2 separate regions of the Gossypium hirsutum genome follow, and region 2 is linked to region 1. The links are chromatin contacts, called in public Hi-C maps. All regions are on one chromosome and are shown on one strand. The core of a region is the stretch at or near the end of the contact, and the rest is flanking DNA. Distances in the headings are between cores, read along the strand shown. Region 1 holds the start of LOC107897058 (plasmodesmata-located protein 2). Region 2 holds the start of LOC107897738 (60S ribosomal protein L23).

Region 1 (5,777 bases), core at 1,685-4,184:
GCCAATCGTATCCTAATCGTTTACTATGTTCAAACGAACATTTTAACAGAGTTTATTACAATTATAATTTAGAGGTACTTCCAAAAACACACTAGTACACATGCTTTCAATCAGTTAATTTCATTTCAATATCATATAACCATATTATCGCAAATAATAATCAATTATTGAATATCCATTTTCTCACTTGTACTTAATTATAAGCATTTTAAAATTTACAACTTAATATCGAAATTTAACATCAAATACAATTGACCTAAAACATATTAGCACAAGTTATAAATAAATACATATATTTATTTATATGAACTTACCTAAGATATGTTATCGATTGACTTGTAGGGACTAATCCGCGATTTTCCCTTTTCCCCAGTTATCCCTCGTACGATTTAATTCTTGATCTATATAATGATTAAATTCAGTTTATCAAATTCAAATACATTATCAAACTCATTTCTATGCATATGACCTTTAAATTTCATTTTATATTTTTTTCCTGAATTTTTACACTTTATTCAATTTAATCCCTAAAATCGAAACAAATTTATTTCCACAATTAGTCCCTAAACTCTTTGTGTCAAACTCATTAATACCCCAAAATAGTCCTCACATGTTGATATTTCACAAGAAAAACATGACATATTTAATTTATTTTTAATTTAATCCCTAAACATAAAAACTATATAAAATCATTTTACAAACTAGCCTAAAATCACCATCAAGCTTCAAACCAAACCAATTACAATTAAAAAGCTTCAAAAATATTGATGGAAATTTTTCAAAAATTTGATAAAATCACCCTGGGCTAGATAAACTAAGTTACAACAATCTTAAAAACATAAAATTTTCGAATAACGGACTCAAAACGGACTTACATACAAGAGATTATCAATGGTCGAACCATCAAGCTTCTTTAATGACATTTTCTAGCCCTATTTTCTGTGGAGAAGATAAACTAAAAAGATGATATCAATTGTTTCTTCATTTTACTTTAACATATTTATTAATTTACTAAATTAACCTTGTTAATTAACCTTATAATCACTTAGTTTTATGTCCAAAAATGTCCACTAATAATAATAATGGTCTAATAACCATATAAATCCCCTTACTTTAAAATTTCATTAGCTTATTGATACCTTTAACTTATAGAACTCTTATTTTACACCTTTTACGATTTAGTCCTTTCCACATAATTAAGCATGCAAATGTCAAAATTTCTTAATGAAATTTTTATACGACTCTACTAATATATCGTAGACATTAAAATAATAATAAAAAATAATTTTTTCATCATATTTGTGGTCTCAAAACCACTATTCTGATTTCACTAAAAATAGGCTGTTACACTATTGAAAACGAATTGTTTCAATTATTTATGCACCATACACATTACGCCAAACGTTTCATGCATTTTTATGTCAACATAACAAGCCTCACAATACATCAATATTCAGTTAAAGAGTAACTCATTATTTACACAACATTCAGCCATAGGAAACGCATCATTTGTACAACAATCAACTAAACATGCCCAGCACATGATATTGAAAATAAATTAATAACCATCTAAGACTTGAGTTTTAGAACTCACTTGGAGGTCAACGCCAAATCCATCTACTTAGTTTTTTCAGCTACTTGAGCCTCCAACTTACAGAACATAACAACTATTTCATAATTTCTAATGAAGATAATTCATCATCATAAGAACCATACTTGTTTGCATGTAAAGGCCATTTAAATGATTATCTTTAACCAAAACAAAACATAATCGATGGAAAACTAAAATCCTTAACTTTCTTTCCTTTCCTTAAATCCGTTAATATGGAGAGGTTAGGAAGTTTACCAGCTTGCAAAATTTCCAGTTTCTTAGAATCAAACTTTAGTCTCTTCCTCTATGCATAATGCTCCTTAATCCTTCTTTCTTCCAAAACAAACTAGAGAAAATGATGAAAGGAAGATAAAAAAAAATGAAAGAACAGCCTGGAGAACAATGTCTCTCCCTTATATAATACTTCTGCACTTTCTTCACCCATACCAATTCAATAGCCAAGTGTACATACCCATAACCATCATGTCTTCCACGAAGAAATCTTTAGTTCAAGCATAATCGAACTAAAGGTTGAAATCCAATATTTCCACAACCAGCCCATAAATCCGTCATTTTTGCATTAGAGCCCATTCAATTTGTAACTTTTTCAGTAACCAAAGTCACTATTCCAACTTAAATTTAACATTTCGAGGTGTGACAGAGCGGCTATTGCACAATATGGCTATGAAAATTGTATAGTAATGTTAGCCGAGGATACAAAGCTACATTTTCAACTTCTCATTGTTCGTGTGATCCTTCTACGATTGTCAAGCTCGACTCAGTGTGGTTGCATTTGCTAAAGCATGAATAAGAAATAGAAGGCTATCTTTGAGAACAAAGTGATAGTAAGTTGGAAGTTTAAGCCTTTATTAACGAATATTTAGCAACTACTAGAACAACTATCTATCCAGTGTATTCAAATTGGCCTTCGTTATAATGCCAAGTCAATCGAATGGCACAACAAGTGATTGCCTATAAAATGTTATTTAGTTGCCCCTAACTTTGCATTTGCTATGTTATAAAGAAGAAGAAGAAGAAGAAGACTCATGGGCACCGCATTGCCCTTGACATCTCTATTACCAAATCAGGATTCTTTAAAAAAAAACAATAGGACTAATTATGATGAGATTAAAATAATAACGAATGAGAGATTTTATTCTAATAATGAAATGAGATGATGATGATGATGATGATGATGATGATAGTAGTAGTAATAATAATAGATTAAAGTGTACATATTTTAAATAACAAAAAAAAAAGTTAAAAATGTGTGATATTTTTTAAGATTATATTAAATATTAATTCTAAAACTTAAAAACTAGTTTCAAAGCTGTTGTCAAGTGTGACAAGCTTGAGTCAAACTTGAGGTACTTACATATTACCTCTCACAAAATCACATTCATTTATAATTAGTCCTTGCGATCTTTTAAAGAAGAAAATATTACTTCGACTTCTCAACTTTATTTTAATGTGATTTTGTTCTCATTCTCCTGAAAATATTAAAGAGAGTTGTTTTAGTTTTAATTAAATCTGTTCCAAGCATTCCCAAGCATTCCCATTTAAAAAAATATATTTCTTTATTTTATCATTTTCTTTGGTGCAGTGTTATCTCTCTCGTCTCGTTAATAGCGAAAGATAAACCTTTGTCTCTCCATCTCTCATTTTATTTGCACGGCTCCAGAGGTAGGCCATTGAGAGAAAAGTAAAGGTAGAAAACTCTCAAAACCCCTACCCCGAACGGTGAATCTGGGAAAACCCACTCAGCTCATTTAGATCCCTACCAAATCTGCAAAAAACATACCATGATTTGATCCCAAAAACCCACCCCAAACAAATGGGTTTTGGTTTTTCTTCAAAACCCTTCTTCCTTTTCCTCTCATTTCTTGTTTTCTTTACCAATCTTGAACTTTACCCTCTTGTTGAATCAGCCCCTGATTACACAACTTTGGTCTACAAAGGTTGTGCTAAGCAGTCTTTCACAGATCCAGCTGGGATATACTCCCAGGCCTTGTCTGCCTTGTTTCAGACCTTGCTTTCACAGTCCATGAAGGTAAAGTTTTACAAGACAACAACGGGTACTGGCCAAACCACAATCACTGGTCTTTTTCAATGTAGGGGAGATCTCAGTAACAGTGATTGTTACAGCTGTGCCAGCAGGCTCCCAACTTTAGCCGACAAACTTTGTGGCAAAACTTTAGCTGCAAGAATCCAACTTTATGGTTGCTACATGTTGTATGAAGTTGCTGGGTTTGCTCAAATCTCTGGCATGGAGATGTTGTTCAAGACTTGTGGTGCTACAAATGTTGCTGGGACTGGGTTTGAAGAGAGGAGGGACACTGCCTTTTCAGTGTTGGAAAGTGGGGTGATTAGCAACCATGGTTTTTACACCACAAATTACCAATCTGTTTATCTTTTGGGGCAATGTGAAGGAGATGTGGGGGATTCAGATTGTGGTGAGTGCGTAAAGAGTGCTGTTCAAAGAGCTCAAGTGGAGTGTGGGAGTTCCATCTCAGGTCAAATCTATCTTCACAAATGCTTTATCAGTTACAACTATTATCCTAATGGGGTCCCTAGAAGATCATCTTCTTCTTCATATCCACATTCTTCTTCATCTTCATCAGGTATTGTATGAAATTGAATCCTTTTTCAGATTAAAGACTTCAGAATGGTTGAATAAATCATGTGTTTGATTGATGTAGGAACAGGGCAAAATACAGGGAAGACAGTGGCTATAATATTAGGAGGAGCAGCAAGTGTTGGATTCCTTGTCATTTTGTTGATGTTTGCAAGGGGTGTGATGAAGAAAAAACATGACGGTATGTATTTCTGTAATACACACAAATTGATCTATATACTGTATTCTCTATTTATGCTTTCAAATGTTGAATCTTTTCCTCTTTATTTTTCCAGATTACTGAAGGGTTCAGAGCTCATTTAGAGGTGGGATTCTTTCTAGTTGAGAATTTCTTTCCTTGTTTATCATTTTGAAATGGGTTTTTGACTTTTTGTTGTTGAATGTAATTTGGTGAAGAAAAAACCAGGCATATATATATTTGAGGGTCTCACCAATTATATCTAGCAGCAGTTCAAATTCAATTCTAGTATATGCAATTTTTCTTGTTCTCCTTGAAAATGTAAACATGAAATTTTTTTTTCACAAAATGTGAAAAAAGAGGTTATATAATATTATAAGCGACTATAAAAAAACTATTGTTTTTTTATTATTATTTGCTCTTCATAATTTAGCACCTTTTTATTTCCTGGCCATGTGGGTGCTTGTCTCCTTTTTTTTTTTTTTCTCTCCATTTTCTTCATGTCTTTATATGCTTTATACAGAGTAGTTTAGCCATGATGCTTGTTTTTTTTTAGTTTGGTTTTAATTTAATTAGACAATCTTTTTTCCATGCCAATAAAATATTTCAGAAGAAAAAAGTTGCCCTAGATTTTGAGCAGAATCATCACTAAATTTCTTTAATCTTTATTTATTGTAGAATATTGTGTCCATGTTAGCTTCTATTAGACATTAATGCTTTTTTTTTTGTAAAATTATTTATATATGTTTGAAGAATCATCTCATCTTGTATCTTATAAGATAATTTAATGTTCTATTTGGAAGTATGAATTTAAAATTTAGGATTTTATTTGATTTCATTTCGTAAGATGGAAAAGTAAGAAAAAAAGATAGATATTTATATGATTTCAAATCCACCACAAAATAAATATAAAATTGATCTTTTTAATTTTTAATTTTTAATTTTCATTTTATAGTAGAATGTTTGGTAGTTTGATGCATGGTTAATGCATAAAATTTGTCTTTTTAATAAATTGTAACCTGTCATCTCATATCATTAATGAGTAAAAAGAAAAAGAAAAAGAAATTGTAGCATATGTAAATCATTACCTAGGTCCCTAAATAGGTGGGTTTAAGGTTAATATTATTTTCCTAAGGTTTGAATTGAAAATAATAATATACGCATTTATAACTTTTTGTTTAATTGATATAGAACATTTAACTTTTGACCTTTCAATTTTTCTCTTAATTTGGTAAACTATTTTTAATTTTGGTCCATGCACAATTCATTGTCATGTCATTATTTAATTTCTATTTAAAATGTATAATTTTTTTTATTAAGAATAGAAAACATAAAATAGTAATTAATTAACCATCAATCATGGCGTCACAACT
Region 2 (5,777 bases), core at 1,385-3,884, 680 kb before region 1:
AGATTCGTAAATGGACCACATGCAAGGCTCAATGGATAACAAAGGATTCTAGACTAGTAATAGTATCAACCATGACATTTAAGTAGCTACGAGACTTATGTCTTGCAATACAACATTATTTTAACTAAACATGCAACCATAAGGGGATAGAGAGACGATCATAATAAGAACATTTTACATCGAAAATGTCCCAACCTGGACAGGGATGATAACAATGGTTACCACCTGGTATTGGGGTAAGGCTGGTACGTCAATTTAGCTGGCTATGGAAGGTATAGAGAGACCCTGAACATATAAATTCTCCACACCACATCACCAACATATCAAACAACAACAAAAAAAGAGGCAAGAAATACAAAGGGAGACTCCATGGATGAGGAAACAATGTTTCAAACTGCAAAAAGGGAGATTCCAAACACAAGAAATCTCACTCAATAAAATAATTGAACGCTAAGATAATGTGCACATCACAACACCAGTTAACCAGTAAACAGGCATGACTTGCATACCTATAACATCAAACAATTACATCCACCCTAAACAAAATTATGGAGTATAAACAACCATAAATAGATCACCAAATTCAAGCCCCCTTGCAATGTAATGGAACTACATAAATATAACAACACTGGTTCACTAGTAAACTGCTTAAACATATTTTATGATTTGCAAACCAAGGGTACCTTCTACACACCCTAACTATGAAACATAAACAACTATCAATAGATTACTATATTCAAGTCCTTTTACAACGAAATGGAACTACAAACAATCTATAAATCAAGAAATCCACACGAAAGTCTACCTTCAAAGTACATGTAAACACCATCCTTTCTGCGCCAGGGCTTGCGCTGTCTCACAATGACAGCAGGCAAGACCTTCTTCCTAAGATCAGGCTTCCCTTTCTTGACAGTAGCCATTACCATATCTCCAACACAAGCTGATGGCAATCGGTTAAGACGGCCCTTGATTCCCTTCACCGAAATGATGTATAAGTTCTTAGCGCCAGTGTTATCAGCACAGTTCACTGTAGCTGCCACTGGCAGACCCAGTGACATCCTAAACTTGTTACCAGCTGAACCTCCACGCCCTAATAAAAATATCACAACTTTATCAACTATCAAACAGCTTATGAGACATAAACAATACCCCAAACAAAGAGATTTCTGTAGGAAATAAAGAAAACAAAATAAATAAAATCTGGGTTTTGTTTATAGAATTATGAAAGAAAATATAAAAGGTGGATCTTGTCTTCATTTGGCTTGCTCTTTTTTTTTTCTCGGGAAACAAACGGAAAGAGAGAAATATACAAACTAACCTCGCTTCGACATTTTCGACGGCTGGAGAGAAACAGAAAGCAAGGACTAGGGAGATTTGAGCTTTATATAGATGGTGTAGTTAGGGTTTCTTTGGGTTTTGCATTTCAGGTGACTGAACTGTTCCCGATGGGCATGAAATTGGGCCTGCCCATAACCTTGGGCATCCACCTAATAGATTTGAGAAATTCAATTATATTTGATTAATAAATAGTAAAATCAATTTTAGAATGTCTTTGATAAATTATTAAAAATATATATTTTATTGAGAACATTTAATTTTTTTAATGGTGATTAATAATAATAATATTAAAATTTTACTTAATATATAATTTTTTAAAAACTGCTAATATGATAAATAAGTAGATAGATAACTACTTACAAATGTAACGTTGAAAATATTATGTTTAATTCTTTTATAATAAATCATGATCCCTCATATTATTTATAGATAAAAATAATTAATTTTTTAGTGCATTAATTTTAAATAAAAATAATTTTTTAATATTTCCCAGTGTTCACGAAAATACTAAAAATATGATTGAATCATTGATCAAATTAATTCGAAGATATTACCTCGTTTAAAAATATATATATACACAAAAAAATTCAACTAAATATTCTAATTTTTAGTTTTGAAATTATAATAAAATTTAATGCCTCAACGGAAACACTACCACATTCCGTCAAATACATTGTCGATACTTTTTTCTTTTGTTTCTAAAAAGCAATTTTAATTTTCTCAGATCTAAATTAAAATTAGATATTAAATAGAGAATTAAAATAGCTAAAAATGGTAAGAATGCACCGAGCTACCCGCGTGTACCATCTAACCCGTTTCCCTGAAATGCAAACAAACAAAAAAAGTTAGAGAAGAAACTTAAAATTACAGGGCCTAAAGTGCGGTTTACCTCCAAAAAGGTTGATGGACTAATGCTGGAATTTCCTCTGTCTTCCCTTTTCTCGTGTAGAAACTGCCAAAAGTTTTTTCTTTAACAATTTGCCCTTTTTCTTTTTCCTTTTATTTTCTCTCTTCTTTTTTCTCCTTTTTCTTCTTCTAGTAGCCCTAGTTGCCGCCTTCACACCGCCTCACTACGGTTCTGTCACTAGCACACCATCGCACCAAAATGCTCCTCTCTATCTCCTCTCCTCAAGTTCCCTCTAATTTTCTAAAAGAACTTCTAAAAAAATCTCAAAATCAACCTAAAAGCTTTTTAATCTTCACGCTTTTCGAGCTCCATCATCCAACGAGCCACAATTTTTGGTATATTCTTCTCAACGACGCCTCCCCCCTTACCGTTCGGATTCACGAATGGAGTCCCCAAGTTATGGCTTCATTATTATTATTATTTTTAACTTTGATGTTGTTTGATAAACTGAAAAAATCAAATACTAAAAAAATTTAGTGTTAAAAAATTAAATATAAAAAATATAAATATTAAATTTAAATTATAAAATTCGTTTTAATCAAATGGATGAACTAGTGATGGTAATAATGGAGTTGGGAACCCCAATAAATGATCTAAGAGAATGATGGTGAAAAAGGCCCAAACTTAGTTTTGATTTAAAATCAACTCCCTTTCAAAAGGTCCAAAAACAAGCCCATAATTGATTTTATAAAATGAATTCAGTTAAACCTAAATTTAATCAAACTTAAAAAAGACTTTATTATTTGTGATCTTTTTCAAGTAAATTCATCAAATGTAAATAAGTCAATAAATTAAGGATTTTGTGAACTTTTAAAATTAACAATTAAACTTGAATTAAATCAAATTTAACGTTTTGGGCTCAAATATCTGTTATGCACACATCTAGAAAATATGAGAAATGTTCTTTATGCTTTTGCAATAGGAAGTCTCATGTATGTTATGTTATGCATACGTCCATATATCTATTTGGTAGTAGGGTTGATGAGTCGATATCAGACGAATCCCGGTCCAAGACACTAGTAAGCAATTAAGGATATACTCAAGTATTTATGGAGAATGAGGGATTATATGCTTGTGTATTTTGGAAGAGATCTTATTCCTATCGGATATACTGATTCTGTGTCTGTGACATGTGAATTTATATCTGCGAAATTTCTGTGATTTAATTTGTCTGTTTCTATGCTTAATTATGAAAAAGGACTTAATCGAAGTGAATGCAAAAGTAGCTTTCTATTTGATTAAGTGCCTAATTGATTTGTCTTGTTAAATATGAGGTCTTTAAGATGCAATTAGACCATTGTTATATGATATGGACAATTATTGACATTAGTGGATGGAAATTAATGTTTTATTAACAATGTTAAAAAGGTAAAAAGCGTATAAATGATATATTAAATAAAAACAAACATTTTTAATATAAACATGAAATGTGTCCATAATAGGTTGTTCTTGCCGAAAATTAAAGGAAAAAAGAAAGAAATAAGCTTATTTAAGGTTCGGCCCTTGTTCATCTTGATTAAGGTATGAATTTTTGACCGTTTTTAATAATTTCTACGTTTCTGTGATCGTTGTTTCGTGTTCTTCAGAGCCCATGTCTGAATTTCTGTTTCTGTTAAAGATTTCATGAAATGCCATTGTTGATATCATGAGTTTTGTGATGTTTTTGAATGAATCATAAAGGCTTGGTAGATGACTTATAAATTTTGTCTTTGAAATTTTGATGAAATAGAGCTATTTGGGTTAATTTTTGAAAATGAGGTTTTGAAATACTAAATTGTGAAGTAAATATGTTATTTGGGCTTGTATGGAAACCATGTATATTCGGCCAAGCTATAGTCTTGGTGAATTTTTGCATATTTGTGATTTTGTGAAAAATAGACTAAATTGTCAAAGTGTGAAAATGTAAGGGCTAAAATGAAAAGTGCCCTAAATATGTGTTCATGGATTATTTTGAGTGAAATGAATGATTGAATGGTTGAATTTGAATTGTATTAGATCAAGAACAAAGAAAATCAGACTTAGATCGAGGGAAGTCCAAAAATAGTTGAATTGTCGACTCATTCAATCTGAAATCCGTACGAGGTAAGTCAAATTACAATTACGTGTTAAACTGATTAAATTCTACATATACAAACTTTAATTTGTATTGGATGGCCTTGAGAGCCTGATGAATACCTTTTGAGTAAATTCTGTTAATATGTTGGTGTTTGAAAAGCTCTGTATACTTCTAAAGGAACATTGACAACTATCTGAGATATCGTGTAAGACCGTGTCTGGGACATAGGCCTCGATTGAGATTTACGTATAAGACCATGTGTGGGACATCGGCATCGTATCTGATTTTGTATAAGACCTTGTCTGGGACAGAGGCATCGATATTGAATTACATGTAAGACCACGTCCGAGACGTCGATGTTGTACTTGTTTACGAGTATCTGTATCGTTTCTGAACTGTCTGATGAAAGAGTACAAATATGAGAATGAGTTTATGAAATGTATAACCTATACAGGAACGTATGAATCGTACTAAAATTCTGAATATGAAAGACTCTATCTTTGTGAAATATGTATGGAATTTGGAAATGAAGCATGACATAAATGCAAACAAAGGAGCACTGTTAAGCTTATGAATTATTCTATGAAATGGCTATGAATCTTTATGGTTGAATTGTACTTATATGCTTTAGTAGTTAAACCAATTGTATTTGGCTTATTAAGCTCTTTGTAGCTTACTCTATGTGATTTCTGCCTGTTTTACAGTTATCGTAGCCACTAAAGGCTCGGGGATAGTCGAGGATCGTCACTATACTATCGAGCTCATTTTGATACTTTTGAAAGTGTAAATATTTTAAAGTATGGCATGTATAGGCTAGAAGGTTTATGTATTAAGTTTTGAATTGTAAAAATAGGTTATGCAATAAAAGTTGGCTATTAAATGGTATGTTTGTGTTAAGTTTTGGTATGGTTTGAATGAGTTGTTGAATGATGATGAAATAGTTGTAATGAAGCATGTTTTGAGCATGAAATTGGGTGAATATTTTTGTAGGAATGTTGTTTAATTTGGCTTGTAGGAATGGCCCATAAAGGGGTGGCAAATTGGCTTAAACCAAGCTTGCATTGTGACATACGGCCATAGCACACGGGCGTGTTTGTTGGCCGTGGGCTTAAGTTAGTAGCTAGGTAAGTACCACACGGCCATGACATACGGCCGTGTCTGTTGGCCGTGTGAAAAAGTCAGTATAGGACCTCTTTTTAGCACGGTTGAATCATATGGGCGTGTTTAGTGCCCGTGTGTGTCACACGGCTTAGTCACAAGGGCGTGTGACTTTAACAGTTTTGAAAGATTTGGTTAAGTTTTAAAAATTATGAATGTGTTCGTTTTAGTCCAGACCTTTCTTAAAAGCACATTTTAGGTCTCGTAGACCATCTTAAGAGATGATTGCTTATGAAATGAGGTTATACTATATCTGTGATTCTAAATTGGTGTGAAAGGTTTTGTTTGTCTGGTAATGCCCCTTACCTATTCCGGCGA

Evidence for each region. Hi-C and Micro-C count contacts between places; a contact is called where the count stands out from the background.
Region 2: a Hi-C map of leaf shows a contact between it and region 1, with 3 times the contacts expected there. The contact joins the promoter of LOC107897738 here to the promoter of LOC107897058 in region 1. A contact is called at or near these places in 2 of 34 Hi-C or Micro-C datasets (both in leaf).

What each region holds. Positions count from the first base shown.
Region 1 is chrA10:26,081,134-26,086,910 of Gossypium_hirsutum_v2.1, reverse strand. It overlaps LOC107897058 (plasmodesmata-located protein 2), which reads left to right and starts at 2,934. Exons shown (of 3, transcript XM_016822396.2): 1 at 2,934-4,212; 2 at 4,291-4,407; 3 at 4,502-4,711. The coding sequence starts at 3,426. The coding sequence ends at 4,509.
Region 2 is chrA10:26,764,802-26,770,578 of Gossypium_hirsutum_v2.1, reverse strand. LOC107897738 (60S ribosomal protein L23) reads right to left here and starts at 2,634. Exons shown (of 6, transcript XM_016823301.2): 1 at 2,228-2,634; 2 at 2,133-2,158; 3 at 1,319-1,487; 4 at 806-1,090. The coding sequence starts at 1,331.